Regions from separate parts of the Mus musculus genome. Here region 1 is linked to region 2. A link is a contact called in public promoter capture Hi-C data. All regions are on one chromosome and are shown on one strand. The core of a region is the stretch at or near the end of the contact, and the rest is flanking DNA. Distances in the headings are between cores, read along the strand shown.

Evidence for each region. Capture Hi-C pulls out chosen DNA fragments and counts their contacts.
Region 1: a contact with region 2 is called in a promoter capture Hi-C map of liver, with 3 times the contacts expected there. The contact joins the promoter of Dlx6 here to the promoter of Dync1i1 in region 2. A contact is called at or near these places in 5 of 39 promoter capture datasets (cranial neural crest, embryonic stem cells and hippocampal neurons), 7 of 484 Hi-C or Micro-C datasets (all in embryonic stem cells), 3 of 115 datasets of contacts at active chromatin or transcription factors (embryonic stem cells and stem cell-derived neural progenitor cells) and 1 of 9 other capture datasets (liver).

Annotation. Positions count from the first base shown.
Region 1 is chr6:6,859,942-6,865,327 of GRCm38.p6, forward strand. It overlaps Dlx6 (distal-less homeobox 6), which reads left to right and starts at 3,393. Exons shown (of 4, transcript NM_010057.2): 1 at 3,393-3,886; 2 at 5,137-5,330. The coding sequence starts at 3,439. All of the region lies in intron 1 of Dlx6os1 (distal-less homeobox 6, opposite strand 1), which reads right to left. Dlx6os2 (distal-less homeobox 6, opposite strand 2) reads right to left here and starts at 5,209. Exons shown (of 1, transcript NR_002839.2): 1 at 3,856-5,209.
Region 2 is chr6:5,722,813-5,728,254 of GRCm38.p6, forward strand. It overlaps Dync1i1 (dynein cytoplasmic 1 intermediate chain 1), which reads left to right and starts at 2,827. Exons shown (of 17, transcript NM_010063.4): 1 at 2,827-3,124.

The sequences.
Region 1 (5,386 bases), core at 2,143-4,642, 1.1 Mb after region 2:
AAAATTAACATAAATGCTCCAGACACCAGGCGACGGGCTAGGAACGGAACTGCCCAACTTCAGTTTGTGCACAGCTCCGCGCGAAGAACACTGCACTTTTGCTGGGGGCAGAGGCCACATTGTGGCAAGCACTAGCTGCCCACCTTTGGGCCACGCTAGTCTTCCGCCGTCTGTTTCCTGGGAAGTGGGACGGTTATTCCTAGGCTTCTATCCCGAACAAGAACACCGAAACCGCTGTCCAGCCGAGTGAGGCCCCCTTGCTCACTACTTTGTTTCCCAAAGCCCAGCTTGGGTCACCCAGCAAATTTCAACAAAACCTACACAATGCACAGCTACCCTCTAGCTGCACAGTGCACCCCCAGGAACGGAGAGACACATAAACGGACAATCCCAGCCATCGCGGCTTCTTCACACTTTAAACAAACACGGGGAAATCCCTTTGCAAACAGACACTGCTGCGCGCCTTGAATCTGGCGCTTGGTGGTGAGAGGACATTTCCCGGCCCCACCACCGTCATCCAGATGCTATCAGAGTTAGTGGGCAAAGCAGTGCACCTGCGAACATTACGGCAGAGACACAGAAAAGCAAACGAGAGAAACGCCTCCATCGTGTTAACAGCAAGCTGCAGGGTATAGAGCAATAAAACTGCCATGTCTATCTGCTGGCTTTGAGGACATTACGAGCTGGGCTCGCAGCCCGGGTGCACCGCCGGGGGAGAGGGTGCTTCTCTTTCCCTGACTTCCCCTTCAGCACCCCACCACTACCTTACCCAGCCTATCTTTCATTTTCCCAGAAGATGTTGTTGTTTTAATTCACTGCCGATATGTAAACGCACGGATCGCGTTACAGGTTCGCGTGTTAAACTGCACCTCTTGTTAAAAGGGAAGGAACAAGGGAGCCACTTAAAAATGAATTCAGAGTTACTGAACCGGCACCCGGGACTCGAGAAGTTAAGCGTGGCGGGCTGGGTAATGGAAGAGAGCGCCAATGTAGCTGCGGGCGAAACTCTGGAGAAAACCGGCTGGCCACGAGCCTCCGAAGGAAAGAAAGGAAAAAAGAAAAGGCAAACTGGCCTGAGGGTACCAGGAGACCCCGGGCCGCTAGCTGGGGAAATCAATTAACATAAGCTGCAGTCAGTAACTCCTGCGCCACGGGAAATTGTGAGGCTCTGTCTACTATCACCCTTTCCCGGAGTTCTAGTGGCAAACAGCACCACAAATCTCATTCTAGGATTCCTGGGGCTGTGTAGCTTATGGGCTACAGACAACATACGGTGCAAAAACGATCCAGTAGTTTTCCCAAGAAGACAGACTAGTTCCTCCGCAACCTCCAGACACACCACCACACAAGGTTGCTACCCCACACATTTCCTCTTGTGGCCAAAAGCTCACAGTTTGTTCCCTGTACCCACTGAAAGCAGGCACCGAGCCCAGGGGGGTAGGATGGGGTCCTCAGATTTCTCCCACCCAGTCTCTATCATCTGGCCCCGCAAGCTCCTAGAGCTTACCTGCCGCCCCAGGACGCGACCCGGTGCGGACCTGCTTGTCCCTCCCCAAGCCTAGAGTTGGATCCGGTTCTCCTACCTGGTGGCTGGGCCTGAACGTGGCCGCCTGAGCTCCGCTGTCCCTGCTCCGCAGCTTGGACCAAGTGAGTCTGGAGACCCGAGGGAGAGAGGCTAGATCCGTAGCACTGAGCTGCTCCAAACTTAATGTCTTTCCCCAGTCCATCTTTGAAACAGAAGTGGTTCTACCACCTGGATGTGCGGATATAAACCCCCTTGCAAATAATAAATGGATTAATAATAACAAGGTATGAAGTTCTTTTTATAGAAAAAAAGGAGAGAATTGAAACTAAATGCGGCAGTTAGACAACCATTTTGATAAGAGGATAATTGAAGCGACACTGGTGTATAATTAGAGGATAATTTATGCTATATCCACTTTTATTCCACCTCCCAAAATAAACCCAGTCCATAATCATTACAGGCAAATTGTTCTGAATTTTATAGCAGCAATTTGAACAAAGTACTGCAGTTAATCATGGGAGATTTTTGTGTATTCCTGATTAGAACTCTAATTGCCTCCTTCCAGAAAGTAAAAATAACTGTAAAACGACTCTATTTTTATCATTAACAATGTTGACAATAAAATAAAATCAATTGGAATTGTAATCGAGAGACAAATTTAGGACGAAGGCACTTTTACTTGGGTAGTTTATATTGTAATCAAGATTTGCCAAACCACTAACCGCATGTATCATTTGCATATATTTGAAAGCATTACAGTAGCTTCTGTTTTCAATAGGAAGAAAATGCATTCCTGTCAGCCCTCCAACGACTCTCGCTTTCAGAGCAGGCTGCTGCGTTCTGGGGGTAGTTGGTATTCCTCCTCTGTTGAGGGGGGGGGGGTCAATATATAGGAACTAGGGCCGAAAACAACAGGAATCTCAACAGAGCAGGGTCTGATTTTTCTTTCTTTACTATCCCCGACCCTTGCCATGAGTTGGAGCCCAGATATAGAGGTTTTTCTTCCATCAATGGCATTAATAAAGTACTTCTGGAAAAACCCACAGTGCAAAAGTGCTCCCTTGGGAGTAGAGTTGGGGTCCTGAGGGAGGGGGAAAGTCAAGTGAAGGGGGGGGGATCTGGTTTTAAATGCTAGGGCCACTGCTTCTGAACACAGGCAACCTGAAAGGGTGCAAATGAATTGAAAGCGATCAGCCTCCAGCCAGGCTATTCCGAGTCTCCAAGCCTGGAAACAAGGGCTTGGAGCAGGGTTGGAGCTTCGACAGGATGCGTCTGCAGCCTACCGGGCGCCTCCCTCCACCGCTGCTCCCCTTTAGCTCCGGGCGGCCCCAGGTTGCACCTCTGGGCTGAGCTTGTAGTTAGTTGCTTAAGGTAGGCGAAGAACTCCACAAGCAGCGCACACGCCAGTAGAAGCGGTGCGCCTGTGACGTCAGGGGGCGACTGACCAATAGGAAGGCGCTGCCCTTTGGAGACAAACCATTCGACTCGTGGCGTCTGCATCAAGTCTGAAAGCAGACGCGCAACTTTCGCAGAATCCACCTTAAAATCTCTGCTTTAAACTGCACCAGCCCCCAAAAATCCAAGGGGGGAAAAGCAAGGGGGGGGAGAAGAGAGCAGATTCCCCCTCCCCCCTCTCCTCTCCCATCCCTCCCCCTTCCTCCTCCCTTTGGGTTAACAAGGCCCTGCTCACTATATCTCTTTATATTAAATATATATATGTATATATTAGAGAAGAGTGAGGAAGAGAACCACCTCTGCCCCCTCCTTTAAATTTTTTTTTATTTTTTATTTTTTTTATTTTTTTGCAAGGATCCCGGGAGCTAAGGTGGCTGCAAAGGGGAGAGCGGTGCGAGCCAAGTGGGGGAGGGTGAAAGAAACCCGGGAGAAGGCTTTCTCCAGCCCCCAAAGTTTTGATGATGACCATGACTACGATGGCTGACGGCTTGGAAGGCCAGGACTCGTCCAAATCCGCCTTCATGGAGTTCGGGCAGCAGCAACAGCAGCAGCAGCAACAACAGCAGCAGCAACAGCAGCAGCAGCAGCAGCAACAGCAGCCGCCGCCGCCGCCACCGCCGCCGCCGCCGCAGCCGCACTCGCAGCAGACCTCCCCGGCCATGGCAGGCGCACATTACCCTCTGCACTGCTTGCACTCGGCCGCGGCGGCGGCGGCGGCGGCCGGCTCCCACCATCACCACCACCAGCACCACCACCACGGCTCGCCCTACGCGTCGAGCGGAGGCAACTCCTACAACCACCGATCGCTCGCCGCCTACCCCTACATGAGCCACTCGCAGCACAGCCCTTACCTCCAGTCCTACCACAACAGCAGCGCGGCCGCCCAGACGCGCGGGGACGACACAGGTGAGAGGCCGCTTAGGCAGCTAGCTTCGCCCGCCTCCCCACTGCCTCCGACCCCTCCCGCCCCGCTCACTTCCTCCACGCCGGGGCCTCCGCCGGCCCCCTCCTGCGGGCGGCCCCGTGCGCCCCCAGTCGGGCCCCGTGGGCTCCCGATCGCCTGGCGCCTGCCTGCCGGCCTCTCCCTGCCCGGCCCCTTCCCGCCGCCGTGGACCCCCGGCTGGCTCACCCCGAGGCCCGCTGGCTCCTCCGCCTCCTGCTTGTGGTTCCCATTGAGCCTCCAGGCTGTGCCCTAGCCTGGCTCTACGGTCCCCACTGCGCCCTCCAGCCCACCAGGTCTGTGTGCCCTCTACCTTGTCCCTTCCCTCTCTGCTGGGACCCGCATTTATCAGAACTGGAGACAATTCTGGGCCAGGACTGAAGGGCTAGTTAAGGCTTCCCATCTCAACGCTGGGAGAGCGGTGGCCTACTTTGCCTGGGGCACTTGGTGCCCCTTGGTGACTTGGAACGAAGCTGTTGCAGCCGATAGATACTAGTGACATTGGGTTTTGTCTTTTGTTTTTGTTTTGCTTTTAAAATCTTCCCTCGTGGGCTTTGAGGTGTCCCCCCCACGTCCCCAGACCTGGCTCCCTCTCTCTGGGTTTTCAGTAGTACTTTGGCTGCTCCTTTGTTCTTGGAAGTGAAGCAGAGGGCCTGGGGTTGATAGCTCTCCGTTGTCCAGAGAGTCTCAGCCTGCTCTGGAGCTGCTCTGAGCTCCTGGTTGTGTTCTGTGTCTGGGCTTTGATACACGCGAGCAGAATCATTTCAAACATACAGAAGGGACTTAAAGCACTAAGCTTGCAGCTGGGTGACACAAAACTAACTGGTCACATAAACAACCGGGTGGTTCTGGTATAGCTTTAGGCGTTGGGAAAAGCCAGGCCAAGAAACCGCTCTCGGGCCCAGAGAAGAGAAGCCTTACAGCGCCACGGACTTCGGAAAGCGGCCTGCGCTGTCTCCGCTGTTGCGGAGCGTCTCTTTTATGCCCCGGGCTTCCTAGATTCGATCCACTATCATAATGCATTGTTAGTGTTGGAGACACGGTCGGAGGGAAGCTTTCACAGCCTCTGGGGGCACGTGCCCACAGTGGTATAGCGGGGATATTACGAGGAACTCTTTTTAAACTTGGGAGAAACTCCTTGCCAGCCTTGTCACATGAAGGGAGAAGGCAGTAGTGGCCTCGCGGGTGACCACTCCTCTGTGTCATTTGCTTACAGATCAACAAAAAACGACAGTGATCGAAAACGGGGAAATCAGGTTCAACGGAAAGGGGAAAAAGATTCGGAAGCCTCGGACCATTTATTCCAGCCTGCAGCTCCAGGCTTTAAACCATCGCTTTCAGCAGACTCAATACCTGGCCCTTCCCGAGAGAGCCGAACTGGCTGCTTCCTTAGGACTGACACAAACACAGGTAATTCCCGGGAAGCCCAAGTACCCCTGAAATGCTGGCCCTGCTTGATAACCGTG
Region 2 (5,442 bases), core at 1,577-4,076:
TGACATACCGCATTCTACTTTCTTCTATCTTACTGGATTCAACAGAGGGTTTTTGAGGCTGCATAATACACACACACACACACACACACACACACACACACACACACACACATCTTCCATTTCTGGGTAGATGGTTGAATTGCTTCTACTCTTTGACCATGAGACAACAAAATGTTTCAATGAACATCAATGTTCAAATGTCTCTTCAATATCCTACATTGAATTCTTTTTGAGGAATAAAATGAAGTAACTAATATGACTAATTTTTCAACTGAGGGATGAACACTTGCTTAGCATACAGCGCCGGACATTTGTAATGATAGAACTGGACAAAAGCATGGAATCCTGTACTGAACTTCCAAGTGGTCTTTTCTCCCTTTTCTTGTAGATCCAATCTCCATCCTATGGATGCTTCCAGGTGACTCATCTCGGTTTGGGGGCTGTTTTGTTTTGTTTTCCACTCAAATGCCTTTAGTGGGTCACCAGTACACAATTTCAGCCTCTGTTAGGGCCCAGTTATACTCTTCATGAATTTGTCACTCTCAAACACAATGGCCTACTTACTGTTTGCTGTGTGCATTTCGGCTTTTCTCTGCTTTGGAATTTTATGTGTAGCAATGCCACCCTTCTTCATTTCTACTTTTACAATAGCTCTCTATTCAAACATCCACAGTCACAGTTGTTCTTAATTATATTTCCTTTCTCCTCCCTCATATCTTTGAGAATAAAGACTGTAGTTTCCTAGGTTTTGGATCATGTGACATGACTACCGCAATGGTTTGAAAGTAGTAGGCACTGGACACTTTTGTGTTGTAAAGACAGAAATTTGGCTTCCCAGGTGAGCTGAGTACTAAGGTAAATGTAATTTAAATCTCAGCTAGGCTGTTCAGGAGCTCTGGTGCTTTGTAAATGCTCGGAGACTCAAGGTCCTTTTGTAGACTATGGTTTTCAGGGTTATATAGAGGGACATAGTTGAGTAAATGGATATTGGATATGTATTAAAAGAAGATTATTAGATCAACTCAAATGATACAATGTAGGTTGTCAAACAATAGCTATCTTCATACTAGAGAAAACAAGAACCCACTTGTCTTAGTTAGGGTTTTACTGCTGTGAACAGACACCATGACCATGGCAGCTCTTACAAAGGAAAACATTTAATTGGGACTGGCTTATAGGTTCAGAGGTTCAGTCCATTATCATCATGGCAGGAAGTGTAGCAGCATCCAGGAAGGGGTGGTGCAGGAGGAGCTGAGAGTTCTACATCTTGATTCGAATGTAGTTAGGAGAAGAATGGCTTCCAGCCAGCTAAGAGAAGAGTCTTAAAGCCCACCCCTACAGTGACACACTTGCTCTAACAAGGCTGCACCTACTCCAACAAGGCCACACCTCCTAACAGTGCCACTCCCTGCCCAAACATATTCAAACCACCACACCAGTCCTGACCAGTTAAGGGGATGGATATTTCTGCAATCCTAGTCCAGTGCAAAGGCCTAGGGAGTTCCTGCAAAGCCTCTGGTCTTCAGCTCACTCAGGAAGGCTGGTGAAGCTGGCTTCTGATGTCTGCAAAGAATGGCAGCATAGCCACGGGTGAGGTAAGCTGGACAAGATGTTAACTATATAAATGCATTTGCGAGGATAATGGGAAAGTACTAGAAAGAAATAATTGGGAAAATGTTTCCCAAATTTACAGTAGGTCTTCCCTTTCAGAAAACCTAATCACAATAATGCCTAACAGGTGTGCCCAAGGGGATGCCTATTAGTTGATTTCAACTTTAGTCAGGTTGACAACCAAGAGTAAGCGTCACACAGCGCTCATAACATTTTGTCTACTCTATCAGGTAAAAAAATTTTAAAAGAAAATTAATGTAGAGTTGACCTGCATTGAGCATTTCCAGTCCATGGCAACAACATATATTGACTCATGTTATCTTTCTTTCTTAGGATATCTTGAATCTCTTCAACCTAGAAGCATTTAGCCTTAAGTCAACTATTTCTATGATCAAAAAGACCATCCAAGAAAACAAATCTGAAACAATGATAGATAAGACACTGTATTCATGATTGGATCTTATTTTGAAATTACTGTGACATTGGCCAACTGATAAAATCACAAATATTTGGGTATCTATGGGATGCCCCCCACATATATACTCTCTTATCTGCACAGTGATGACCAGGGTGTTCCTGCAAACAATGAAAAGCTCATCTACAAAGTGATGCCAATCCCACGCTGCCATACATCCTAAACTCCCTCCCTCAGCGCTGTGACAGCTAGGATGGTAAGCTTCGGGGAAGTCCAAAAGTGTTTCTCAGGTATTTTGTTTTGTTTCTAAAGCCAAGACATCAGAAAAGCAACGAGAAGCAAGCTACACACACACACACACACACACACACACACTGTAGATAACATATGTACATACATAGGTGTACCTATGTATATCTATTCGTATATGTCTACATGTGTGTATGTATCAATATGTATTTATGTATATATGATTTATATTCACACACATATGTGTGTGTGTGTAGATAGATAGATAGATAGATAGATAGATAGATAGATAGATAGATAGAGATATAATGTATAGGTTTGTATGTTTAACTGTTTGTGTATTTGTTTGTATATGTCTGAGGAAGCCTATGTTCAACCGTACCTGTACAGAATGGATAGATCTAAGCTTGTCTGTTTCTTTTTTAAAGACTTAAAGTTTCTCTGTCTGGGAGTGAAAGTTGCCCATGGAGAAAATCATCAGGAGCTTGGCAGACTCACAGCTCTCCTTGGCAGTAACTAAGGTGTGCGCTGCCTTCAGCCTAGGACTGACTGTCCCCGGGTTCCCTCCTCCTTGCCAGGCTGGCCCGAGGCGGTGCTGCGCTGTGCGGAGGCCCTCCCGCGGGAGGCGCGGGTGTGGAGGGCGTGGGCCGTGGGCGGGGCGAGCCCCGCAGCCCTGGTGTTGGGAGCTGTCAGTGTCAGGCTCAGGAGAGAGGAAGTGATCGCTCCGGGAGGAGCGCTAGCCTAGCCGCGCAGCGTGAGACAGCACATCCTGCTGGCGCGGGCCCGCTGCTCTCCGTCCTCCCGCGCCTCCTCCACGACCTCCAGTGAGCCTCCGCGTACAGCATTCAGGTAACCCATGGGTGGGAGGTCATGTCTATATGCAGCCACCTCTGAGCCCCGAGCCCCCGGCTACATCCGCAGGACACCGGGGAGCAGCAGGGCAGCAGTGACTGCTGCAGCCACCGCTGGGCACACAGCCTGGGCCCCTTTCCCCGTGCTCCTGCATACTGAAGCGCCCCAAGCTGGAGCCCTCCAGAGGCAGCCCTGGCTGCAGCTCCCCAGGAGCGGAGAGGTACAGGCAGAGGAGGACGGGTCAAGGGTGTCATCACCTTGTAGCCCACCTTGTACACTGGGAGAGGCGCATGGCAAGGTTCCTCACCTTGTTTATTTCTCCTCGGGAGCAAAAGGCCAGAAGCTGTGCTGTCCACATCCCCGTGGGCTACCAGCTCATGGCCCCTAGAAAGGGAGACCTACAGAGTGAGGGAAAGGATGCTGTCTGATTACATTTCTGAGCTGTCTGCAAAGCTCTAGGATGCTGTTGCTACCCGCCAAGTCGGAGGGGGCCAATGCACTTCCAACCGAGCTTTAATTAAACACTCATGCAAGATGCCAGTTTCTTTCTCTGCTGGATTAAAAAAAAAAAAGTGTGGCTGGGGATGTGTTTTGGTAAACACCTCCGCGGTTTTCCTTCCCCCACTCCCATCCAGAATTGCTCTGGCCACGTAAAGCTCTGAATCGTCACCAGAGCACTGATCCTGGCAGAGCTGGTAAGGAACTGAGTATGCGGGTGCCTCATGACTTCTACCTCGGTAAACCGGAGACTGAGAACCAGGAGAAAGTATCGCTTAGGAAACCGGAGGCTCAAGGAAAGGAGAAAAAAAAAAAAAAAAAAACCAAAAACCAATAAATATACCGGCTTTCCTGGACTGTAACCACACCTAAGGCAGGAACAAGTAGCCAGCCATTTTCTTGCTGGAGTTGTGTTTGGAATGAGCATTACAGACTTGATGCAGTTTGAAGTTGTGAAGGAATTGCTTCCAGACATTGCAGACTAGCAGGAAGCTTAGCTGACAGTGCAGCATGCCAGTGACAGTCCAAGATAGTCTTGGATAATAGCATGGATATAACTAACCTTCCCCAGAATAGTTTGTGCCATTGTGGAAGTTACGGGGATGGGGGGCATGCGTTGATCAGTGTTAGAGTATTGGCATCTTTGAAATGGGAACATCCAGTGCAAACTGGATCTTGCATCCCCTGCTGCCCCTCACCCCCCACCCTCCACCCCCCACCTCCGGGTCTTCTTGAGAATGTCTGTAATACTTCCTCCGTTGTTGTTGTTGTTTTTAGCAATGCCTAATTTGCTACTAAAGGTTCACTATAGGGAAACGTATTTAATTCTGTTCTAACCATGCTTCTTAGTGGAACAAAACCTGGCAGTCCTAGCACTAAGGCCGTGCTCTCTTCACTAGTACCAGCTCTTCAGGACTTCAGATCCAGGGAGCCAGTGGCTAGGAGATGCTCTTTTAAGAACCATCCATCACAATACTGGAGTGCCGAATGCACCCCTTTCCAGCCTGCCCAGGGTTGGGCACTATTTTCCTCCCAGAACATTTTGTGCGTGTCTGTCTTGTTTCAGGTTTCTGTCATCTGTGCACCTGCCCAGATCTCTGGGATGCTGAAGCCTTTTGCTCACTGGCTTCCTGAGACAGAGAGGGCTGCTTCGTGTCTACTGCCCAGTGCCTGTCTGACCCCTTTTTCTAGTGAATATATGCCACTGGTTGGTTGTCCATTAGATGCTTACTTGCATCTTTATGGAGAATCATTGTTGAGGTTATAGGCAGAGGAGAGAAGAAACTCGATACACAAATTGAATAGGGCAGAGTCACTAAACTAAAGAGTTTGTTGTGCTTCTTCTCTGGCAAGCTTTTTAGATGGTAGAAGTGACTCTCTGTTAGCATGCTGTCTGTTTAAGAGGAGGTACTGTGAAATTTCCCCTCGTACTTGTCTTTCCTAAAAATAATAGTCCTCTCGTCTACGTGTACTGAACTTTTCCCCTTGATTCCAGTGTTGATCAAGGCGTTCATAGGAAATTCACACACTCTGTGCATGTTCAAACAGCTATGTAGGCCAATGGTGCAGAATGAAGGTTGAGCTTTTAGTCACAGGCTGGTCACAACACAGGCGTTATCCTTTATCCTTACAGACTGGTTTTGTGTGTATGTGTGTGACTTAAACAAGCATCAAATGACGGGATCAAAGACATCCATGGAAAGCTAAGTATGATCTTCTCCTTCTGCTTTCTCCCCCTCACATTGTGTTCACTAACTATAGCCAAAGCTGACAGGAGCAGTGGCTACAATGTGCTGAACACTTTTTCCCGAATCCCA